Linked DNA regions of Manis pentadactyla: region 2 is linked to region 1. A link is a contact called in public Hi-C data. All regions are on one chromosome and are shown on one strand. Each heading gives the region's core, a stretch centred on a gene start, on an enhancer-like site or on the middle of the called end of the contact. The rest is flanking DNA. Distances are from core to core; before and after follow the strand shown.

What was found. A called contact is a pair of places that touch in the nucleus more often than the background predicts.
Region 2: a Hi-C map of fibroblasts shows a contact between it and region 1, with 4 times the contacts expected there. The contact joins the promoter of ENDOU here to the promoter of ASB8 in region 1. A contact is called at or near these places in 2 of 3 Hi-C or Micro-C datasets (fibroblasts and skin fibroblasts).

What each region holds. Positions count from the first base shown.
Region 1 is chr10:105,427,037-105,434,297 of mManPen7.hap1, reverse strand. It overlaps ASB8 (ankyrin repeat and SOCS box containing 8), which reads right to left and starts at 4,775. Exons shown (of 4, transcript XM_036904744.2): 1 at 3,584-4,775; 2 at 966-1,125. The coding sequence starts at 1,094.
Region 2 is chr10:105,797,866-105,805,126 of mManPen7.hap1, reverse strand. ENDOU (endonuclease, poly(U) specific) reads right to left here and starts at 4,711. Exons shown (of 10, transcript XM_036904717.2): 1 at 4,501-4,711; 2 at 69-191. The coding sequence starts at 4,555. It overlaps RAPGEF3 (Rap guanine nucleotide exchange factor 3), which reads right to left. Exons shown (of 28, transcript XM_036904707.2): 28 at 7,062-7,261.

The DNA of each region.
Region 1 (7,261 bases), core at 3,526-6,025:
TTTTGCCTAACTACTAGTGAGGTCATTTTAGCATTACCTTTTTGTTTTTAAACCTCTCCAAAGCAGCCTTTTAGTATCAGCATTCCCTGCCATCTAGTCCCTGCCTGTATGTCCATTTCAAGTGTGATAAAGGAGGTGCAGATTCCGCAGTCAGTCTACTGCCTGGCTCCGCAGTAGAGCTAGACTTGGAACGTGACAGTTTCTACTGCTGGGTCTTTTGATACCACTGATGTATGACTTTTTCTGTGCACAGCTCTGAAGCAGCTAGAGCTCCAGGCTGTCAATAAAGATGCTAAAGTTGTTAAAAAGAATATATAGAAGTAACCATTTGGATGTATTTTCTAGCAATCAAAAAATTACCCTATAACTTTTCCTCAACAGGAATAACATACAGAAAAAGGTATCAAAGACCTAGGAACCTAGTCATAAGACAGAAATACTGAAAGCAGTGGTTAGATACCAGTTAAGGTGTTTCTTAAGTCAAAAGTCACCATGCATTTTAAGGGTTGATACTCTCTCCAGAACAAGAAGTGGTGGCTGTTGTGAAGACGGAAGACAAGTGGTAGCTCTCCATGTAATTACTATAAACCACAGGATTTGAAAACCACTTCTGCTTTGCTTGCCTCCTTCCCCTCTTAGTACATGGTGTAGAAGCCTTTGAGCTTGCTGAATCGCATAAGTGCCATATCCAGACAGAAATTTTATTAAGAACATCAGACAAGGGTTATCTAGAACATACTTCCTGGAATAAAGGTATCAGATGCACAAAGTGAAAGGGAGGAAGGAAGAGAAGCAAAACACAGGGAAAATACATTTTAGTGCTCAAGTTAATATATTTAAGAAGACTGTAACAACTCCTTGTGATCTTGTGCTGAGTCAAAGCTTCAAATCTGTTATCTATTAGGATTCCCAAGAACTTTCCTGCTTCTCTCCCAAAAGACTCTCATCAATAACAGCACACTCACCCCTCTGATGAGATCCTCTACGTTGTCATGCGGGAAGGAACGAATGGCAGCGATTGTTCGGATTAAGCGCTCTGACAGAGAGTATTTGCTCTGAATGCTCTGCATAATATACCACATACTGGAACTCATCAAGGCTCAGAGTACGTTCACATGCTCCAAACTGCCTGAAACAAAGAAGTTTTAGGCATTCACAATATCACTGAGCATACCTGTCCTTAGGATTAGGAGTCCTCTGAGGCCTTCCCAATAATAAAAGCAGATTTCAAAGACATTAATGATTACGTTTTCTTAATCATAAAGTAGTAGATTATAATAATTGCTTAGGGAGCTGGTTAAACCTGGATGCAAATGCTCTGACTCTCAGTTCTGTTCTCTGACCTAGTGTAGCATGGGATTTCCCCAAGAAGCCCCAAGGCCCCCATGGACCTCTGTGTGGTTTACAAACAAGATTAGGCAAGGAAGGGGAATTCTGAAAGGCTAAAGATGCCAAAAAACCTTTTTTCCTTCTCTGGATTTTGTGGTCATTGGTATCAGCACCACTTTGGTTATCTGTTGCATTTGGCCTCACAGCATGGTTGTGTTCAAACTGCTGCACCATCTATACTTGTAATCAGTAGGAAGGCAAGGTCCTTGTCTTCTTTTTTTTTGCCCATGGAAGGCCAGCCACAGAATTTTACAAAAAAAAATTGGTGACTGGCTTACTAAAGTGTATAGAAGTGATCACTACCTGCCCAAAAAGAGGGAAAAGGCTCTGGAGCAAATACACCTGTTAATAAAACATGGTGTCTGTGAAACACTTTAAAACGTCTTCAGCAAAGGAAAAAAAAAAAGGGAAATATTTGAAGTAATATTCTAAAATAAGGAATGCAAAACTATAATTACTCTGGCATCATCTATATAAAGTTAGAAAAAAATTCAAAGTTCAGTGACATATGCTTGCAGCTGTAGGAAAACCAGCAGATTTAAGAGTGAGAAATTAATTTAAAAATTTAATAATTGGCTGTTCATGACAACTGAGAGATAGACTGGAGTAAATGTATGCTGGAACCACAACATGATAAAGAGTTCTGGGACGGATGAAGCAAATAATGCAACATACTTAAATTCAACTATGATGAAAATTTTGGCTGTATAAGAGCCATCTACTAGTTGGGGAACCTACAAAATTATAGCAAACAACATGGAGCATTTCTATGAAAAAGCATATATTAAAAAATGTAAAGAAAATATAGCATGCAGCATCAGCTCTCTAGGTGAGGGAATCCCTGTTCTTATTAAACTATACTTTTTAAACTTGGAGGTAAATACAGTAGTGTTTTCAATAGTGCTTGGCATATGGCAGGTTCTCCATAAATACTTGAGCTAATGTAAAACTTATTAGTTTGGATCCTAAAAAAATTCAAGACTTGCTATAATTAAACACATTACACATATGATGATTACTAAGGGAAAAATCCTAAAATTATTTTGGTCTCTTCATACTATGTACTTTTTGCTTTGGTTTTGTGAAGGAGTATCCCCTTATACACTATGTAATATCCTATAAACTCTAATAGTTCTATCTTGCTAATCAGTAGCTATTTTTGTCTAAGGTATATAAAGTACTAATGAACAGAATGAAGTTTAAAATTCAATTCAAAGGTATCGATGATTAAAATTGGGTATTTTCTCCCTTACTTCATTATGAATGAATAAGCTTACACATTTGTTTACATGTGTCTCTGAAATTTGCTGGACAGTTTAGCTTGGCATATGTTTTAGTCTCTCCAATAGCCACTAAACTCAGAAACAAGGGTTTGTATCTCACACTTCTTTGCTGCAAGGAAAAAGGAAAAAGAAGACAGGTGCATTTGAGTCGGCGATTCCAAGAATGGGGGCAGAAGACAAGCGCATCTAAAGTGTAAGGCTTAGACTGTGGTGGTTCTATTAACCATTTCTGAGCCAGTCTGAAGGAACTAAAACCTGCAGTCATTTTCGGGGCGCTCTTGGACTCCAGGCTAATAACTCCTAACTCAGCATATGACTAGTTGTTCTCGACTGCCGCCTCTAAGCTGGTGAAGAGCGAAGCTTGGCGGCAGACTGACCACATTCACTGTCAGGAAGGGTCAAGGAATTCTAAACTCGGCCTCTCTCTGGACAGCAGCCCGTGCGGTTTGCCCCAAGTGGCCTCTTTCCTCTGCTGGAGCTGAAAGCCCTGTCTCCCTCCCTCGCTGTCGCTTCCGATCCAAAGAAAACACAAGAGGTTTCACTGCGAAGCAAGGAGCAGAGTGCGGAAGCGGCGACAGTCCCCAGCCCCGCCGCGCCTGCCGGTCGGACTCGCCGAGCTCCGTCCCGCCGAGGGGCCAACGGCAAGAGCATCGAGCGAGAACGTGTGCCGGCGCTCTCTGCTTGGGCTCCCTAAAGACCGCAGCAACCCCGAAGGCCTCCCGGGGCCGGCCCTGCACGGCGGTCGCTCAATGCGCGCTCGGAGAGCCCCAAGTCCGACCGACTCCCTCCCGGACCTCCCCGGGCCCGGAGCTACGTCTCAGCCTGAGGGAAGCGGAGGAAGCACTGCTGGGCGTGGAGGCCCGGGCGAGGGTGCCCGGGGCAGGTGTACCCGCCGCGAGGGCCGCACTCACCGGGCCGCGGGGCTGAGCGGGGCGGAGACAGCCGCTGTCAACGCGTGACCCGGAAACAGAAGCTGTCTCCCGCGGCCCGCGGCGTGCGGACTGTGAGGCGCGGCTAGACCAGCGCCTGCGCGCCGGTCAGCGTCCGTAGGGGGCTGCGCCTGCGCAGACCTGGGAAACCGTTCCCGTTCGACGGGCCGCTGAGGCGATTGCTCGCTCCTCACCCAGAGGCTCTGCGCACAGGCGCAGCGTGGCCCTCTCGGACGCAGCCTCGAAGAAAGCTCAGGGCGGGGCTGGCGCCCGTCCCGGGCCTCGCTGCCGGGTCCGTCCATGCTCTCTGCTGCGCGGCCGCGCGCCTCGTGCCCGCGTCGCTCCCAGACTCGCTGCACTAATCCGCTGCTCGGGAGGCTGCACTTGTAGTAACTGAAGTTCCTTGGCAGAGAAAAGAGCCTTAGAGCATTGGTCATAGTATTGGAACGCATCTGTGTTCCTCTGGCGCCTCCTGGGTGCTGTGCACCCTCCCTCCACGGAGCTGTGCCAAGGATGAAAACGACCGCCCCAAAGGTGTGACTCAGTTGTGGACGCCTGAGAAAGGTGTGAATGCTAACAGCCCTTCCTGCCCAGTCATGCCGACACCTCGGAGAGACGGGCTTCGCAAGCAAAGCGTGAACACAGCGAAGCGAGAGGTGCACAGCACATGGAAAGGGCAGAGTGGCGCACACAGGCCTACCGTTCGAGCAGAGATCCACCCAGTAGCCTATTTGACCAAGTGCCCAGTACCTGCTTCCCGAAGCTTGGCCTAAGCAGCAGTCTGACGGGTGTGAGAGGCCAGCGCCGCCCAGACAGTTAACACCCATCAGCGAAGGGAAAACTTGCTATGAAGCGAGCCTCCTCCGCGGTCCAAACTCAAAGGATTTGTTCTATGCAGGACTGTGTCTCTTACCTCCTGCCACTCTGCTATGGTGAGATTGTCCAATTTTTCAAAAGAACTGAATGCCAAGTTTTTTCTACAAAAGTGAATTCTCCCAAACTGCAAATGTAGTCCACATTAAAATAAACAAACAACAAAACCAGTCATTTTTAAAATCAGGCAACTTTCAGCCTGCAAGCCACCAGTCCCAGCCTCTGTATTAAAGGGCTGCTTTGCTCATAGGCGGCTCTGTGGAAGGGGGTTTCAGGGCAGACCTTGGATTGGGATGGAGTCTGGGGAGTTGATCTGAAGCTGTATCTACATATCAACTACACTGTGTTTCATTCAAGATTTACTTGGGAAAGCTTGAAGGAACCTGAATGAAATTATGTGGAGGCTAGGGTTCGCCCACCCGCAAAGCTACCCTGTAGCATTTGATGCAACTCAGCAAATGGAAACAGTTTGATTCTGTGCCCACTGCCATTGCTTCTAAACCAGAATCTGTTAGGGCGTCAAGAACATTTGAACCTCCAAACACAAAGGCAAGAGATACTTGTGTTGGTGCTGATCCAAAATGACGGGGGCCTGGGAGAGGGGATTTGTTCTGTGAACATAAATCCTTTCTGGCAGCCAGCAGAGAAGATCATAGGAAAAACCAAGCCACCTACATACACATCTTGTCCAGACTTAACTTAATTTAAGTCAGAACCTCTCAAACTCCCATGCATGTGTCTAGAACTGTGTGACTCACATTAATAGCCCAGTGGTATATTCTCCCCTAAGGATCTCCCCTTGGGTCTTACTTGGCTGGGGAATTAATCAGATAAGACTCAGAGATATAGTAAATTCCATTCAACGATGCTATTGGTCCAGGCTGCTAAGTCACCCACTCTCTAGATCCAGTAAGACCTGTTGAGGGGTTGGTAACTGCTTCTCTGGATTTCATCTTATTAAGTCTAGCTCTAGTGGGTCCACTGCTCTGTCTCAGAGAATCCTCAGAACAAAAGGAGGAGGTTCCCCCCCTGTACACAGCAGAAATGATAGGGGCCAAGGAGCAGCAGATGAAAGCACTGTCCCTGCAGGGCGGCAGCCCCCTTCTCTGAGGTTCCATGCCTTGGCCGCTCTTGCTCAGTGTCATGTGCCCGGCTCTGAGACTGATAGTTCCTTCATTCCACTTCTTTGGGCACCAGTTTTCTCATTTGTAAAATGAGGGAATTGGCTGAAATAATCTTTAAATATCCTTCTATTTCTATAAATTCTGAATCCACCTAATTCCTAAGCAAAAAATTCAACTTCCAAAATTTTTACTCCCTAGTCCAAATAAGAACACCTTTACGGCTATTAGAATACTACCATATTGTGGGACCTGTGAAGGATTAATTAGAAGATGGCAAAGCCTACACAGTTCCTGTTTCATTTTTGCTTCTGGTGCCTCCTTCCTAGAGCATGGTAAAGACAGTGCTGACTCCTAGCTTTAGTTTTTAAAAGTTATTTATATTATAAAAATGGTCAAGCTTACCAAAACACTAGAAAGAATAGTATGATTATATCCTATTATGATATCCTTATATTCATCACCTATATTTAACAAATCAACATTTCGCCAATTATTTTTAATCTAATTTTTTGTTTCTTTATCATTTTGTACAGCCTTAGGGTTTTGAAGTGAAGAACTCGGATACTATCCACAGTTCCTGCAGCTTTGAAGGAAATTTTTTTCTGAGAAGCCTTGATTTGATATCCCATAAGTATTTTTAAAACCTGAATTATCTCATGTTTATATGTCCATTTCTTCCTTTCTAGAGAAGGGATTGCCTTGCCAATGGGTTTCAGCCCTGGGCAAATTCGCTATGGAGTCAGGGTGACCAAAGAAAATGACAGCAAAGCGTTCTTGGGGGTGAAAGGGTTATACCCAACTTTATTCTCACAGTGGCAGGTCAGTCACTAGAATCCTGTTCACTCAGAGCAAGTCTGCATGCAGCACGCTGGTCTCTGCCTCTGGGCCCCTCTGTCCGCACAGTCGTCCCGCAAGGCTGTCCTCTGGGCCTCTGTCGTTGGGGCTGCCACCCTCCAGCCTCTGCTCTGCTCTCCTGCAGCCTGGCAGCCCTGCAGCCCTGCCACCATGTCGCGCCCAGTGCACCGTCGGAGTTCTTTTTATAGAGTCAACAGCCATGTATTGCCCACATATGTGCAGTGAGCTAGTCAGCCACGGCTAGGTGAGAATCCTGGCCACAGGAACTCTCATTTTATCCATAGGGATGAATATGTTTTCTGTGTTGTCTCTTCTCTCAAAATTTCCTGGTTGGCAAATGCTAAAGTATAAAAATTGTGGGACACTCCCAACATCTTTGTAAGAATGATTAGTCTCTCAGGCAGTGATAAAACAAGCCATCCATGAGATTATTTCATAGTGTCTCTGAGGATCTGCTGCACAAGCAGAGGAGTTTTCAGACTGGCTCATTTATACATTCATCAAACATTTACTGAAAACCTGCTTCGCTGCATGCTCTGTGCTCAGCAGTGCAAGGAAGACAGGCGTGGAGAGATACATTTCCCTATTGTTAAGGGTCAGAGACAGATTTTCAAGTAATTGCAATTTAAAGATAATTACATCAACAGTTTTCACATACAAGTCAATGTTGAAGAACAATTGTGCTTGGTGAGATCCAGAGAGCATAGAGAGGGAGGGTCTGTGAAGAGGTTCCTCGGGGGAAATATGCTTGAGTTGTTGAGTGCCCATTCCCTTCCCACCCAGAGGGAGAAGCTGTGCTAGGGCTTCA
Region 2 (7,261 bases), core at 3,462-5,961, 370 kb before region 1:
ACTGCTCTGGACACCCAAGCCAGCAGCCACCCATGCCTTCCGGACCCACCACCCCAGAGAAGCCTCACTGGTACACAGGTGCTCGCAGTCCTCACAGCAGTCCCCATGCTGGAGACACCGGCGGTCACTCTGGCACTCAGCCTTCCGGTTAAGTTTCTCATTACAGCAGAATGCACATGACTCCATCTTTCCTATGGGCAGTAAGGTCCACAAACTCAGTTCTTTGGGAATACTATTCTCCTCATCAACGTACCCCCTGCAGGAGGGTTCAGATATGGGGGCAGGGGCCCCCGCTCAGCAGAGAAGGTCATTACTCTGAAAGGGAGAAGTGCATGCACAGCTTCCCGTGTGTAGCATATGCATCATCCCCACTGCCCACCACCCACCAGGTCTTTCAGGGCTCATAGTGTAGACCAGTATCACAAACTCACATGCCTGCTGGGGCTAGACTGTAGCGTAAATGAGTAAAGAAGCAGGGAGGTGGTGGAGGTGAGGACCATGACAAGCCCGGGAGCCAGGCCCTGCCTGCAACTGGAAGCCACCATCAGCTCCATCCATGTTGAGAGGCAGGCTCAGTCTTGCCAGAGCCTCCAGTTTTTCAAGAGAAGCCTTCATTTTTTACATGAAAAGTTCCATTTTGTAAAAAATTCAAATAAACCAAAAAAAATCCCACAGGCCATCAGTCACTGTCATGCACATGAAGGTGAGTTGCTGCGCTCCAGTAATCCCACCTGCCTCTCCCCTTTGACGTACCCCCTCCTCTCCTCCTGTCCCTTTTATATCTTCTGCTGTTTTATTCTCCCCTCCCCTTCATCTGGCTCCTCTCAGCCTGCTTCCCTGTGTCATGTCTTCCAGTTTCTTTGAGTCTTTGGAATGCGTTCAGGTTCATTTGTGTGCGGGGTGGGGGATGAGGTGGGTATAGGTGAGAACTGGGTTACGGACTAGGATCTGTTATGTAACCACAGGCCACACCCCTTGCTCCAACAGATGGCTGGCAGAAGCAAGCTTTTGGTCACAAGGGTATAAGACAAGAAATTCTGACAGAAATGATCCAAACCCACCAGCCCTTCTACCAAGTCAAGCCCACCCCCAGCCCCCGCCCCACAACAGACCGTGCAGGGCTCGCGCCTGGATGACGGCTGGCGCCGGGGCCCTTTCCTTCCTCTCTCTGCTTGAAGGGTAATAACAAAGCCTTTGTTTCCATTTGAGGTCCCTGAGGTTTGGATATAGAGAGGGGCTGGGTTTAGGGGGTCAGGCTGTGGGTTACAGAGAATGTCAAGATCAGAGGCAGTTACTGTGAATATCGGAATCTGTATGAATGAGGAAACTGAAACATAATTTGAACTGGGTTAGGGTTAGTCAGGTTAGGATTAAGAGCTACAGTTAAGGTTGGGCTTGAGGTAAATTTATTGGTAAAGTAACAGCTTTGTATTGCTGTTTGGGTAGAGGAGGGGGCTAGGTTTAAGACTGCATTCAGGATTGAGAAAATATTCCAGTTTTGCATTAGATTAGATTTGGGACTTGGTTCTGGTTGTGATCCCACACAGGTATAGTGTCTCGATTTAAGCCTGGGTTGGGTTGGAGGTGAACATTAGGGCTATGAGTTTAGTTACCAATTTGGATTCTGGGGTTAGATTTTATACTGTGCCACCAAGGGTGGCAGAGCAGAGAGGGCAAGAACCAACTGCGTGGAGCTGGAATTCTGGTCTTGCCACTTTCTAGCTTTATGATCTTGGGCAAGTCATTTGACTTTCTGTGCCTCAGTTTACTTATCTGTAAAACTGTGATAATAATGGAGCCCATTTCATAGAATATTTATAAAAGTTAAATGACTTAATATCTGTAAAGCACGTAGTACAGTGCATGACACAGAGTAGCACCATATACACGTTTGTCGGATGGATAAGCAATGTCAGTATTCCATGCCTGTCCTCCAGGTGGCATGCATTCAGACTGGCTGGAGCACCCTTCTCTGGCAGCATTCCTGACCTCGCTGGGTCTCAGCTGGGCCATCCCTTGGGCCAGGGTGTCAGCGCATTTATGTTACTAACTGACATCATTGCTGAGTCTGTGTTCTTTACATCAAAGAGGTAAAGTTAACCCAGGTCCTGAGGCAATTTCACACTTGTGTACAAGGCCTCCAATTCAGCTAGGAAAGCAGGCCTCTGATCCAGTGTATTGTCCCTAGAAAAAAACAGGCTTAAGGCCACTTGGCCCTTCAAGCCCTGGGGAACTCCTCTTGAATCTTAAATGATGCTCCACTGGAACCTGAATGCAAAGATCTTAAGGAGCAATTTTCAGTCCTTGAGGAAGGCTCTGTCCACTGCCTGCCCAGTCAGCCTGGCAGTACACCCAGAATCCAAAGGAGAGAATTCAGACAAATCAGGGCGAGATTTATAATGGGCCAGATCAGCAGAGTCCAAGGAAAGAATTCACTCCATTCCAGCAGTTGGCACCAGTTGAGAAGGGCTGGCAAGTGAATAGCCAGCTCTGTGGTGCTCAGAACACCCTGCACTGGCCCAATGAGTGGACTTTCTCATCTCTGTTCAAGAACTTTGTCCCTAACAAGAAGTCCCTTCCAGGGACTCTTCACACTTCCCTGTAAGCTTGGTCTGCCTCAAGATGACCTTGGAAGTAGAGGGCTAAGGGGAGGGGTGGGATGGACTTCTCCTAATAGGCACCTCACCATGCTGTTCTGGGGACACTCAGGTGACTAGGCACCCTGACTCTTCACTCCGGCACCCCTGCCCTGTATCACCCACTCACACAAACACTCCATGTGCCTTGCACACCAGCCAGGCACCTGAATCGCTGCTCCAGCACATGTCGGTCCTTTGTCCCTCGGCCTCATCTCTCTGACTCCCTGCCTTTCTTCATTTGGGCCTCTTTTCTCTCAGATTCTCCCTCCATTCCCCACTGAAGAGCTTAGCCACCCCGTTTCCCAAGAAATGCTAAATGTTTCCGTACCTTCCAAAACCAACATGCTGGAATGCCCACTCCCTACCCATACTGCCCAGTGAAAGAGCCTGGCCCCAAGCCTGGATGTCCCTGCCGTGTCGGCGCTCAGCCTTCTGATGGTGGGGGCTCCAGCATCCATGCCCCACACGCCGTTTCCGTGAAGACTTAGTCAACCACGAAGAGTCATTTTCAGGACCAGCATCCTGCCTCAGTTCACTCGAAACAGCCAAAGACTTGAGGCTGGCAGTGACTCCTCCATGGGGTTCATGTTCTTGCATCTGAGTTCTGAGATGTCGGAAATAGGCTAGACAGGAGCAGAGCCTCTTCCCTCCCATCTTAGGAAAGCAGGAAGCATCACCCACTGGACCCTGACTTCCCCGGAGTCCAAATGTCTGGAGTTGCCCTCCTCTCCTGAGGCTGGGATGTGCCAGTCCAGCTGCCACTCCTTCACATTAAGGTAGAATATCTTACGTGTGCACACCCCTCTCTACCACAGGCTCTCGGCCACCCAGAGCCCTGGCAGAGCTGATTCTTGGCTGCTCCGCAGGCGGGCTGGAGTAGAGATACCCAATTCCATCCTGTGTTGGGAGGACTGGGAACAGCTCTCCCCAGCACAGTTTTCCATTTAGGAATCCCATTAAGGTCTCCTTATCCACAACCTTTCCAGAAATGACTCTAAAATGTACATATTATTTATATAAAAATATATAAATAATCGTATATTTAAATCAAAACCACAGTACATTGAGATTTCACATGTGGGGTGCTTCTGACGCATTATCTTACTTAATCCTTACAACAGTCCTATGTAGGAACAACCTGGGTTGGGTGGGATGCGTATCAAGCTCTGATTCGTTCTTCTCTGGGCAGGGGAGGATTCTCCCTCCACCCCTCAGCTCCGCCTCTTCCTTGGGCACTCATTCCCACCCACCCATTAGCCACCACCTAACACACCAGCACCTGCATCTCACCCAGCTATGAAGCAGGAAAGTGTTCCTTTTCTTTTGGTTCCCTCCCTGTACCTCTAGTAACAGGCTCTTCTCTGTGCTTTAACTCCCCTAACACTGGGACAAATTCCTCTGACCTCTCGTGCATCCCCAGGTAGCATGCGGCCCACCTCGGTCAAGGCTTTTCCAGTTTCTTCCTGAGCCTGCCCAGCTCCTCACCCTGAGAAAATGTACCCAGAACACCTCACCTATCCCTAGCACTGGAGGGAGTGGCAAGGGCAGCCCCAGCTTTATCCCATAAGTGGCTTGGGAAAACAAAGTCTTAGTGAGATCAAAAGTCAGGGTGGACTAAAGGATGTTTGTGGCCGGCCTTCCAAGGTATCCCTACCATTAGGCCTCAGTCCTGCAACTCCCTTTACACAGTCGGCTCCACTCCAGAGGCAACTCCCGACCTCAGACAAGGGCAGGTCTAAGCCACGGGGCTTTAGGATAGAGCTGACTCTCCCTTGTCCCACTGCCCTCCCCTCTACCAAGTTCCCCAACTTTCTGCTTCTTTATGCAGGACCCCTCCCACCCCCATCAGACAGCAACTCACCAGCCCAGGCCAGGCCGCAGAGCATGGCCACTATCAGGGACACACCAGTCTTCATGTTGCCCAGTTGGAGCCAAAAGGGGATTGGCTGTTGGACTTCTACTAGAGTCAAGGTGAATGTCTCAGCTCTCAAATGAACCTTATTTCCCAGGCTGGTCCTTTTAAAAACATCAGAACTTGTGGCTCTGGTACCTCCAGATCCATCCAGGAAGAAAAGAGGGGAGGGAGGGACCGCAGATGGGTAGGAGGTGGAGAGAGGGTGGAATCCAACAGCTGTTTGAAGCTGGAGGGAAGGTGACTCAGCCGGCAGGTAATGCCAGATGTTTAGAACAGGTAATGCTAGCTCTTTGTAGCTAGAAAATAGGTCGTGAAAGCAGGCACAGCGTGTGGGCCTAGTTTGGGGGATTCTCTGTCTAAATTAGGAGCATGCATGGGCTTATCTTTGGGCGATGCCCTCCAAATACCCACCTACCTTTAAGCCACAGGCCTGACCCCCCAGGGGGCTACAGACTGGCTTCATCTTTGAACTGCTGGTGCTTAGCATGAGCAAGGAACATAATGAGATGATCATTACAAGTGTGACAAACAGTAAGTGCTTGAGCAAGCATTAGGGTCATTGGAAAGAGAGTTACAGGAGGCATGGGTCAAAAACAAGGCTGTTTTTATTACCGTCAAGCTGGACTGACATGCTAAATCACCCTAGAAATATTATGCAAATGAGTCCCTAACTCTTACTGAGTCAGCATCTCAGGTTTTACATGTTTCAGGGTCCCATAGCTTGCAGGTTTATGGGGCCAGGGAGAGGCTAAGCCCCTTAGAGGCAGCCGAAGGACCCACCCTTCTTTTCCTGGGGCCCACAGCCCCGTTCCTTTCATCCCCTACTTACCCCCTCTCCCTGAGGACCCCTCCCAGAGAGGGGTGACGCTTCTCAGGGCTCCTTTCTTCCCAAGTCCAAGCCCAAAGGTACAACAACTTGGGGCTGCCAAGATTTCCCCCAATAATAAAGGTAAGATGGTAAGGTCTGCTAAGTAAAATGCCCTTTCCAGAGGGCGCACTGCATGGAGATTCTCAGCCCTCTCAAAACTGAAAACTCATTGAAAAAGGCAGAGCTGATGGACCATTGAGACCATTCTACAGGTATTTTTTCTGGGGGTGAGCATGTGCCCCTCAGCCAGTGTGCTCTTAACAACTCTCTCTCTCTTTGTCTTCAGTTTTCTCATCTTTGAAATAATGGACTTGGATCTGATAATCCCTTACAGTTTGCAGACTATAATTCTGAGGCTTCCTGTCCACACCCAGGTGGAGCCCCTGTGGTAGATTAATGGGGACCCCCAACCCCTTGCTGTGCGGAAATGAGACCAAGTGTGGGGCCTCCTGGGTGGAAAGGTTGGCCTGGGGCAAGCCGCCTGGCAAGGGACTCACACCAGAAACGCAACTGAGGAGTAAGCCTGGCTCTTTCCTCCAGGAAGGAAGTCCAGTCAAAGGGAGAAGGCGCAGGAATGGCCGCTTCATTTGCATCAGCTTTATTTGCACAACCCAGAAGCAGGCTGCTAAGTCCCTGACAGGCAAATCCTCATCCTCCCCAGCCTGGCAACTTGTGAACATTTCTCAGACTCTGGTTAGTTTAGGGAATAAAGGAGAGTGTCACTGGCTGGTCCAGGAAAAAAGGACGCCTCAAAATTTGGTATTAATTGTCTGTGTCTTCCACAGGCCCAGCTGGGGGAACCCTGGCTGAGGCCAAAGCTGTCAGAGTGGGAATGAGGTCTGGCCAGGGTGGCCCTGAATCCAGCTGAACTGACTGTGGAATAGACCTTCCAGGGCATGAGTGCCTCCCTCCATCAGGGGAATTTTAGGTCAGGAGCAAGGCTGGGAGCTGGAGATACAGTTGAGACTGACCCCTAGAGCCAGGTGGGTAGTCTGAAGACCTGGGTGCTTCTGACCGTATCCCCCGACCAGAACCATGTGAGCCTTGAGGACAGCCACCAGCACTGGCTGAGCACCTGCATGCCACACCCCAAGGGCTTCCGCATTTGTGAGCGCCTCCATCCTCATGACAACCCTTAATGGCTATAACTGTGGTATTTTACAGATGAGGAAACTGAGGCAAAGATGTGCCCAGGAGCACACAGTTATTAGACCTCACTGCCTAGAGGCCATCCGCACGAACATGATGCCACATCACCACAAAGTCACACCATCTAAGTGCATCAAGCAGCCGCAGCAGTAAAGGTGTCTGGGTCACTAGGTTACTATCAGATTCTCTGGGATTAAAGGGACCTCAGGGGCAGCTAGCCCCACCCCTCATGTGATGCTGCAATGCCCTCAGCAGCCAAAGTGGTTGTCCTGCCTCCATGGGAATGCCTCCAGTGCCTCTCAGGGCTGCTCATCCCCACCTCCCAGATCTGATTCCCAAGCTTTGGGACTTTATACACCAAGACATGCTGACTTGGAAAAAAGTAGATGGGACAATAGGAAAAAAATCCATTCAGCCAGTATATGAACATATATCAGTACATTCATACAAAGATGCCTCATAGATAAACTTAGATGCACATAAAAATGTATACAGAGACAAACACATTAAATTGTATTTCAGACAGCTTTCTCTTCCTGGCTGGCCTGGTCTGGGCAGGTAACTCTGCTGCTCCTCCTGCCAAGTTTTCCCCCAGTCAGGTCTTCACATCAGCTCTCTGCCCTTGATTGAAAGCTCTTCCAGTCAGCCACTGGGGGCAACCAGCAGGTCAGGGGTCCCCGGAGGCTGGGT